Linked DNA regions of Pan troglodytes: all the other regions are linked to region 3. Evidence: chromatin contacts called from public Hi-C data. All regions are on one chromosome and are shown on one strand. Each heading gives the region's core, a stretch centred on a gene start, on an enhancer-like site or on the middle of the called end of the contact. The rest is flanking DNA. Distances are from core to core; before and after follow the strand shown.

The links. Hi-C and Micro-C count contacts between places; a contact is called where the count stands out from the background.
Region 1: a contact with region 3 is called in a Hi-C map of induced pluripotent stem cells, with 2.3 times the contacts expected there. The contact joins two enhancer-like sites. A contact is called at or near these places in 2 of 7 Hi-C or Micro-C datasets (induced pluripotent stem cells and stem cell-derived neural progenitor cells) and 1 of 1 other capture datasets (stem cell-derived neural stem cells).
Region 2: a contact with region 3 is called in a Hi-C map of stem cell-derived neural progenitor cells, with 4 times the contacts expected there. The contact joins two enhancer-like sites. A contact is called at or near these places in 3 of 7 Hi-C or Micro-C datasets (blood, induced pluripotent stem cells and stem cell-derived neural progenitor cells).

The regions. Positions count from the first base shown.
Region 1 is chr11:112,464,596-112,467,653 of NHGRI_mPanTro3-v2.0_pri, forward strand. The region is part of intron 2 of RFX3 (regulatory factor X3); the gene reads left to right. Among named protein-coding and RNA genes, the nearest start is that of RFX3, 22 kb to the left of the region's middle. Within about 2 kb of position 1,601, at least 3 of the 24 cell types and tissues checked have an H3K27ac peak or open chromatin away from gene starts, as enhancers often do. A contact at or near this core is called in induced pluripotent stem cells, where this site is marked.
Region 2 is chr11:111,835,915-111,839,136 of NHGRI_mPanTro3-v2.0_pri, forward strand. The region is part of intron 5 of GLIS3 (GLIS family zinc finger 3); the gene reads left to right. Among named protein-coding and RNA genes, the nearest start is that of SLC1A1, 420 kb to the left of the region's middle. Within about 2 kb of position 1,772, at least 4 of the 24 cell types and tissues checked have an H3K27ac peak or open chromatin away from gene starts, as enhancers often do. A contact at or near this core is called in stem cell-derived neural progenitor cells, where this site is marked.
Region 3 is chr11:112,200,111-112,203,359 of NHGRI_mPanTro3-v2.0_pri, forward strand. No RefSeq gene overlaps it. Among named protein-coding and RNA genes, the nearest start is that of RFX3, 240 kb to the right of the region's middle. Within about 2 kb of position 1,976, at least 5 of the 24 cell types and tissues checked have an H3K27ac peak or open chromatin away from gene starts, as enhancers often do. A contact at or near this core is called in induced pluripotent stem cells and stem cell-derived neural progenitor cells, where this site is marked.

The sequences.
Region 1 (3,058 bases), core at 351-2,850, 260 kb after region 3:
TATTGTTTTCATCCTTATTGGGTGTCCTGGAAAAATACCCAAGTTGATCCTTAAATTTGAAAAAAGAAAATTCAAAACCAAGTATTTAGTTCTAGATTCTAATGGTACTAGACTAGAAAATAGAAGATTGGTAGGTAAAGAAAATAATGTATATGAAATAGTATATGAACACAGAAGCATAACGTCTTTGTGTTCCTACATTGAACACAAACTCAGTATGCATTTTCTGTCTTTTTGCAGCAGTTCAACTTTGGACATGTATTTCTTTCTTTCTCTTTTTGTTAAATAAATGAACAGAATTTATCCCTTGATCATCTGTAACATAGTTTCATTGTAACCAATAGTCTGGGCTTTCACTTGAATGTTTTTTTAATGAATTTATCTGGAGATGCTTTGCATTTTTCTAAATTTTGGCTACACTAATTAGAGAGTGGGTATTACGAAAAAGTGACAGGCAGTTTTAAAAAATATTAAATGAATTGGTTTTGAAAAGGGATACAACTATGTAGTTTTACATTTTTCAACTTGTTTTTACATTGCCCTTTAGAATGTTTAATATTTTGTAATGAAAGTATGTGGTTTTTCTTTTTTTTCTTTTTTCTTTTTTTTTTTTTCAAAAGGAAAACAATCGGGTAAAAATGTGAGAAATATTTTCAGTTGTCCAAAGCTAATGTTGACTTAAATACGTCTAGGTCTTCATGGTTGACAGCTGCAGATAATTAGCTTTTTCTTTCTTAACAAAGAAAGCAAATGGAGCTGCAAGACATTCATTGCCTTTTCTGTCATCATAATAATAATGTATGTATTTAACTCCTGCAGTTCCTTAAATTGATTTAGTGCTAAGCTGCCTACATTACATATAATAGGAATGACAAGTGAAAGCTGCAGCACATATTTGCGTGGCAAAAGGGAGCAGTGATTGACAGCAAAGTTTCTCTCTACAAGAAATAGCAGTGTTGTGGAGCTCAAAAAGGGCCAGATACATAATTCTTAAAATTGTAGAGCAGATTCATGAAATGAATTTTAAAAAGTGATTGCCACTTGGTGTACTTGAGTGTCTTTGTGTTTTTGGCTCTGGGTGAGGGGCACAGATGGACAGAATCTCACCTGACTGCCAAATATCAATAAATTCCTTTTAAGTATGTTAGTATTTGTAATTTAAGAATGATACTTACAAATTTTAGATCAAATTGTGTCTCTGTACTCAGTAACTGAGTCCTTTAGCTGTAACAATTCACTGTATTTGAAGAAGCCGAGTAATACATCTATTCAAATAAAGATTTTGAAGGCCCTAAATTGAGTTATCTTTCATGGAAAATACCCATTTTTACATGTCTGTAAAACTTGAGGTATCATTTCTGGAAAGGTAATCACATAGGATTGGTAGTTTCTTTTGGTCAGACAGTGGCTAAATGCGATCATCTTTCAAAAGTACTCAAAAAATATTCTGGCTTTCTTTTGTTCCCATGACACATACCCAGAAGCCGTGGTTGAATGGACACTTGGTGATTGCTGCTGCATGATGCTCTGTGATGAGCCTAGAGTGCTGGGCTTCATATTACACCATGGAAATGTTTCTTATTTTGTTGACAACTCTGTGTCTGTGGGAGGCCGGGAGGGGAAGCCCTATGTGTGCTTGTACACTGGCAGCCTCTACTGGCCATTGCAAAGAGCAGCATTGACCTCTGTTCTTTCCATTCCAGGTTGCATATGCTTTTACTTGGGTTTAGCTCTTTCTTCTTTGGTCCTCACCCTCTTTGTTGTCCTCTTTTCAAGACTAGTTATTCTGTTGGATGTCTTGATTTATAATTATTAAAGAGCTACTAGTCCAGTATTTTCATTAATAAATTAATATCATAAGTGAATGGAATTCTTCAGGACCTTAGAAGAAGTTATGAATATAACCTTTCCTTGAGAAATAATTTTCATGTAAGAGGGAAGATAGATTTATCTTTATGTAGCTTTTAAAATACTTTCTCAGTTGCAAGCCTTAATGTATGATATAGAGATTAGTCATTTACTTATGACTGACAAAAAACCCTGATGCCCTGAAAGAAAGCCTTGGCTCAGTGATACTTAATTACACACACACGTACATACACACACACACATATATATGTGTGTGTGTGTATATATATGTATATATAATATATATTGTATATACATATATACATTATATATGTATATACATATATACCTAATATGTATGTGTGTATATACATATATACTTATATGTATGTGTGTATATACATATATACTTATATGTGTGTGTATATACATATATACTTATATGTATGTGTGTATATACATATATACTTATATGTATGTGTGTATATACATATATACTTATATGTATGTGTGTATATACATATATACTTATATGTATGTGTGTATATACATATATACTTATATGTATGTGTGTATATACATATATACTTATATATGTGTGTATATACATATATACTTATATATGTGTGTATATACATATATACTTATATATGTGTGTATATACATATATACTTATATATGTGTGTATATACATATATACTTATATATGTGTGTATATACATATATACTTATATATGTGTGTATATACATATATACTTATATATGTGTGTATATACATATATACTTATATATGTATGTATATACATATATATATATATAATTCTTTAGATTTAGGTATATCAGCTTTCTCTTAGAGGTTTCCAGGAAGTAGGCATAAACTCTTATTGGGCTTTATGCATATGAATACCTCCGGGGGTTGGATAGAGGGTGGTGTCTAAGCTTTAAGTCTAGACAGAAAATGATAAGTATTTGTAAATAAAAGATCCAAGGATGGTAGTAAACTGGATTATTCTGTTTCAGGGATAGAAACTTATAAAATGTTTGATCTAATATCTTTGACTTCGGGCAATAATTTTACCACAGTAGATGATTTCTCCAATAAAATAGACTCATTTCTTGACATTTACATTTTATGAGTGGCTCTACTTACTAATCACCTAGTTATCTTTGAATCTCTTGGTATTTTCAAATAAGACATCTAATTGAATCT
Region 2 (3,222 bases), core at 522-3,021, 360 kb before region 3:
CAGCCTCTGCCATTGCAGTAAGCATATGCGACAGGGTAAAAAGGGTTAATGTGGTGAGGACAAAGGACTGCAGAGGCCTGGCTAGGAGGGTCCAGATGCTTAATAATACTTTGTATAGAAGGTAAGTGGGTCATTTTTGTACCAGCTCTGTCTGGTAGTCATGCTCCCCTCTAGCACAGTATTCCTTAGTGATGTGCAAGAATTTGAGTGCCTGGCCTGCACTGAATATGAAGCTCATTGTATAACCTAGGAATAGCTAATGGCCAAACAGTTCTGGGGCAGATTCTACCCTCTACTGCCGTAATCAAGGACAAGCCAGGCAAGACTGGAAAAACGCCCTGTGGAGTAGAAACCCTGCTCATGAAAATCAGTTGCCCTGTGTTGCTGCCAGTTGACAAGGACTGTGGTAAGCAGACCTACCTCAAACACCGTTTCCTTGAGAGGTGAAGGGGGTGTGAAGGTTGTACGATGTACGCCCGGGGGTCAAGATGATCCAACGGAAGGCCTGGCTGCAGGTATTGCCACTGAGGAGCCTTGTGTTATCTGCCCCCTCACTTTATCTTTCTTTGATATTTGTAATGTATTTTAATGCCCCTAGATTTCTCTCTTTTGTTGACATTAGTATTTCAGTTTTCAGCCAACTACAAAATATGTCCTACTCAGGGCCAGGATAAGTGTCAGAAATCTAAGGGAGTGCCAAAAGCTCAATAATAAAGGTAAATAATATTTTAATGTAATATTTAATCAGTATTAATTTTTAAAATCCTTGGTGAACAAAATATCAAAATTTTAAATGGGGTAGAATACACATTAGTGATTTATCCTTTCCCTTAGCTCCAGTATGGTACAACAGGGCAGTATTAAATCATCTTGTCTTTATTTAAAATTTTGATAATTTGTTCATCATGCATTTTTTTGTACTAATGTTGATTATTTTAAATATTGCATCAAAATGTTTTTTATCCTGATTACTGAGTTTTTGGAGCCCCCTTAAATGATTCACCTATGGGGAATACATCATGCCTCACCCTCATCTGAGCTCTGGCACTTACCTCTGTGTCTCTAGTGCCTAGCACAATACCTGAGACATGGTGGGTGCTCAGGAAATGCTTACGAATGCAAGAATGCTGGAAAAATAAATGGGAAAACTAATATGTGAGGTGTCTTAGAATTGGAAGACAGGATAGTACAGGAACCACAGCACGCAGTTTTCAACCCAGTCATAAAGCCAGCTTGCAGGGGGGTTCCAATATAGTTAGTCATTGAATTTGACAAGCAGGCAGATTCCTGCACAAACACTTTTACAATAGCATTTTCCAAATGGATCCTGTATGTCACCTTCTTAAATCATTGTGCATATTTTCCACCCTTAAGGAGGAGAGTATTCAGAGTATCCTTTCTTTTTTCAACAAGTGTCTGTTAAATAACTACCTTTTTCTTATTTCTTCTATTTTCTTCCCTTTTTTTAAATTTTGAGAGAGCAGTGTTGATGTTTACTTATCAGCAGCTCTGATTCATTGAATTTCTCTTACATGTTGGGTGTTGGGTGCTTTGAATGATTACAGCAACCTGATTCAGGTAGGTTTTCTTTTTTCTTTTTTTTTTTTTTTCACATCCATCTTTCAAAGGTAGAAAAGGCCTTTCCTTATTTTGAGTGGATTTAAAACTAGAGTTTTAAGCTAGGTTTCTCTGGCTCCATAGCCATGCTCTTCCCAGCACTGGGGACATGCTTGGGGATAAAGGCATTCCTCTGGTTGTGACTTTAACGGCATCCCAAAGGCAGAGGAACAGAATGCGGACTTTGAAACTGCCCTGACCTCCGCTGATTACAGGAACATTCCTGGACATGCAGATGAGAATCTTCCTCTTATCAGTGGGATGAACTGCTCCAGACTTGTAGAGGCTTTCAGGTGGTGGGCTCCCTTTTTGCTTTCTTCACTATGGCTTGCAAATCCTGCAGTTGAAGGAGGCAGCATACCTCTCAGAGGAAGTACAAGACAGTCTTTTTCCTAGTTTGCCTTTGACTAGGATCTTAAGCCTGTCAGGCTCTTTGGGCTTCAATCTTTTAGTTTGCAAAGAGGGAATAATTCTAATACCTTTCACTTACCACCCATGTTGACTACTGTTGAGTATGTGCAAGGCATAAATGTCATCTGTGCAAAATTTAAATGTTTGGAATTTACTCCAAAAGCAATGGGACCCTATTTCAGGGAATCAGAGAAGGTAATGATGATACAAGCTGAAACCAAACCACAGTAGAATGTAAGTGCAGGAAACCCTCCTTTAGTATGAAATACCTTGTTTGCATTAAGCCGTTTTACCTTGGAAGAGTTTGGTTCCATTTAGCAATTTCCTAAAGAAGCAAGGCTATATTTTCAGCCAAAGACCTGGAAAACATTTGTTTTTAAGAAAAGGTAGCTTAATCATTTTTCTGATGTTGTGGGGTAGGGCGGGGAACAGAGGGGAGGCATTTCAAAGCACAGACTTCTCTTATTCTGATCATCCAATGCCCTCTCTGAGTTCTAAAGTAGCTAAACACATTCTTAGTAGTTTCACTGAAAGAAAGGACAGCCTGGAGCCAAAACTTTCATGCCAAACTTTAAGCTAGGGCAGATTTTTATAGCCATGTTAGAAACCTCTGAAAGAAGGGGGATTATAGTGAAAAATGCTGACCTGTCCTTAACCTAACAGCAGGAATGGCAGCACCACAATCATAATGGTTTCTCCACCGCTTTACACTGCCTGGCTGGCAAAGATCTCTTGGCTTCCTTTTGCGGCCCGATCTGTAGATGGGACAGCTAGGTAAATACCAGGCAGCCTGTGGTGGTTCCTGTGTTTTGCTCGTGCTGTTATTGGGCCACATAGATCTCCAGAGAGCCTTGAGGCCATGCAAGAAGAATTATACTGTTACAGAATCAGAAGATTTGGAAGTGCACTTGAGTTGTCGAGATCAGAAATTGTCAGACAAACCCCTACTGAACCCAGGGGTTTCCCAGAAGAATGGGTCAGGAGCAGGACTTTGCAGAAGCATCTGGTGGAATGGGGCCAGGCAGGTAGGGGCAGGATACTCCATACCTCCATTTTAGCCAAAGCACCACTGCTTTGATACATATTGGGTTTGACATAATATTATATTTGCAAAAAGGATTGTATTGAAAAAAATGATTTTAAGACCACTGGTCTGGTGCAACTTACTTTCGGTCCAGAAATTTCTTTTACAAA
Region 3 (3,249 bases), core at 726-3,225:
CTTCGCCGTGAGTGTTACAGCTCTTAAGGCGGCGTGTCTGGAGTTGTTCGTTCCTCCCGGTGGGTTCGTGGTCTCCCTGGCTTCAGGAGTGAAGCTGCAGACCTTCATGGTGAGTGTTACAGCTCATAAAGGCAGCGTGGACCCAAAGAGCGAGCAGCAGCAAGATGTCTTGCAAAGAGCAAAAGCACGAAGCTTCCACACTGCGGAAGAGGACCTGAGGGGATTGCCACTGCTGGCGCAGGCAGCCTGCTTTTATTCTCTTATCTGCCCGCCCCCCCACGTCCTGCTGATTGGTCCATTTTACAGAGAGCTGATTGGTCCGTTTTGACAGGGTGCTGACTGGTGATTTACAATCCCTGAGCTAGACACAAAGTTCGCCACCTCCCCACCAGAGTAGCTAGATACAGAGTGTCCACTGGTGCATTCACAAACCCTGAGCTAGACACGGGGTGCTGATTGGTGTGTTTACAAACCTTGAGTTAGATACAGAGTGCCGATTGGTGTATTTACAATCCTTTAGCTAGACATAAAGGTTCTCCAAGGCCCCACCAGACTCAGGAGCCCAGCTGGCTTCACCCAGTGGATCCCGCAGCCGGCCGCAGGTGGAGCTGCCTGCCAGTCCCGCGCCGTGCGCCCGCACTCCTCAGCCCCTGGGTGGTCGATGGGACTGGGCGCCGTGGAGTAGGTGGCAGCGCTCGTCGGGGAGACTCCAGCCGCACAGGAGCCCACAGAGTCGGGGGAGGCTCAGGCATGGCAGGCTGCAGGTCCCGAGCCCTGCCCCGCAGGGAAGCAGCTAAGGCCGAGCGAGAAATTGAGCACACCTGCTGGCCCAGGTGCTAAGCCCCTCACTGCCCGGGGATTGCGGGCTGGCCGGCTGCTCCGAGTGCGGGCCCGCTGAGCCCACGCCCACCCGGAACTCGCGCTGGCCCGCAAGCGCTGCTCGCAGCCCCGGTTCCCGCCTGCGCGTCTCCCTCCACACCTCCCTGTGAGCTGAGGGACAGGCTCCGGCCTTGGCCAGCCCAGAAAGGGGCTCCGTCAGTGCAGCGGCGGGCTGGAGGGCTCCTCAAGCGGGGCCGGAGTGGGCGCCAAGGCCGAGGAGGCGCCGAAAGCGAGCGAGGGCTGCCAGCAGGTTGTCACCTGTCAATACCACTGATTCATAAATAGAAGCTATGTCGCCCTGGGAAGAAGCTATAAGCTGAATCCACTCCTCGTTGTGGCTGAAATATGTCTCACTTTTGAGCTTTCAAAGGATGCAATCTGGTTTATTCAGAGGATAGAGGTAAGAAAGTATCAAACTACTTGCAATAGCTATGTACTAAAGGTATTTAAGGGTGCTTCACAGAAAACTGAGATAGGAACTGCGAGCTGCACAAAAGGTGGTATTCAATCCAGACATCAGGTTCATCAAGACCCGTGAGATCCTACCCGTGCCAGAGACAAAATCTTCATTGAAAACTTTCATTATTTACTTGTTCAACAGGGACTAAAAAGTCCCAGCCTAGTGTTAACTGGTTCATCTGGTGACCTGATCTGGCCCTCTGTGACCCCAGTTACTAAGTGAAATCTAACAGAAGTGAACCATGACCCATTTGTTTTCCAAGCATGCAATTTGGTTCATGAATCTAGAAAACAATAGTGTGAAAAGCCTTTCACTTTCTAACTTTGGAAAATGATTATTTTTTAAAAACCTAATTAGATACCATGTTTCCTCTCTCTCTTTTTTTTAAATAAGTTAGTTTAGTTAGAAAAGGCATTTCTGTGATGCATCTAATGGACTTGCTTGCTGCAGTGTGCTGGTAGAAATCTATAAAGAGTAAGTGCTGGGGGTGGGCCTGGAGTGGTGGGGAGAAGGAAAGCAAGCCACATCTCCTGATGCACAGTTCTAAAGAATCCAGTGGTTCTTGAGTGTATATACAGAGTACATATGAGTCAACAAGTAGACAAAGAAAATCCAGACCTTTGATGACCCCTGGTGAATAAACTAAGCACTGCATTGAAATGCAGCTAGAGCCACAGACTTCCCTTGCAGGCAAGCCTCTGGAATGGCTCCTCTCTCGAGTAAGGCAAAAGGTTTTTTCTCCCCCAAATGCCTGTTTCATTTGTATTACAGACATACCTTACATACTTGAGGCATCGTTATCCTTCTGAACAATTCTCATGTTGGTGATCTCTGTTGGTAGAGACTAAGAAATGTGTATCCAACACTACTTTCTATTGGTGCTGTGACCTCTTAGACCCCAACAGTGTTATTCACGGAACACTGAAGAATTCAGTGACCTCCATAAAGCAAGATCTGTAACTATCTTTCAGATTAGGTATCTATTTAGTATTTTTATGGAATAATTATAAAGAATAAATCAACCATCTTACATCACTCAAATTTAAGATCAGAGTTTACAGATAATCACTTGTCTATAACTGCTGAGTACCAGGTAAAATACTCTTCTAGGCAGCAAAAGTCTGCATTTTTGTAAACAGCTATGTGTGACCAGCATGTGGTACATGCGAGCCAGAAAGCAGGCTGTATTTTGTCAGCTTGTAGAAGAGAAGGGAAATTTCCCATTGTAAAAGAAGGAAGCAGAGAGGGGAGGTGCAGAGACTGAAATATTTTTATTGTACACCCCAGGCACCCAATTATAAAAGAAATGCCAAATCCCTATTTGTAATAATCCAGAATGGAACCTACCTGGTAAAGTTATATAGAGTGGAATACAAAACAGTTTATACTGTTAATACAGTTTAGCTTATCAGTTATTTGCGTACCATAACTATTGGCTTTTAAGTTTTTGTTGCCTGAACAGGAAATATTTTTTATATCTCTCAGATTGGTGTACACAGGGTGCTGAATTGCTGAATTTATTCCTGCTCCCTTCACCCTTTTTAATCACCACAGACTAAGGAGTGCCTTTTTTCTCTGCTATGGTTTGAATGTTCCCTCCAAAACCCATGCTGACATTTAATTTCCAATAAAATGTTATTGGGGAGTGGGGCCTTTGAGAAGTGATGAGGTCATGAGGGCTCTGCCTGGTGAATGGATTAATGCTGTTACAGGAGTGGTTAGTTATCTCAGAAGTGGGGTCCTGATCAAAGGGTAAGTTTGGCCCCCATTTTCTCTCCACCTCATGCACTTGCTTGCCACGTAATGCCTTCTGTCACGGATGATGCATGGGAAGGCCCTCACCAGATGCTGGGGCCATGCTATTGGACTTTGTAGCCTCCAGAGCTGTGAGCCAAATCAACTTCTTTTTT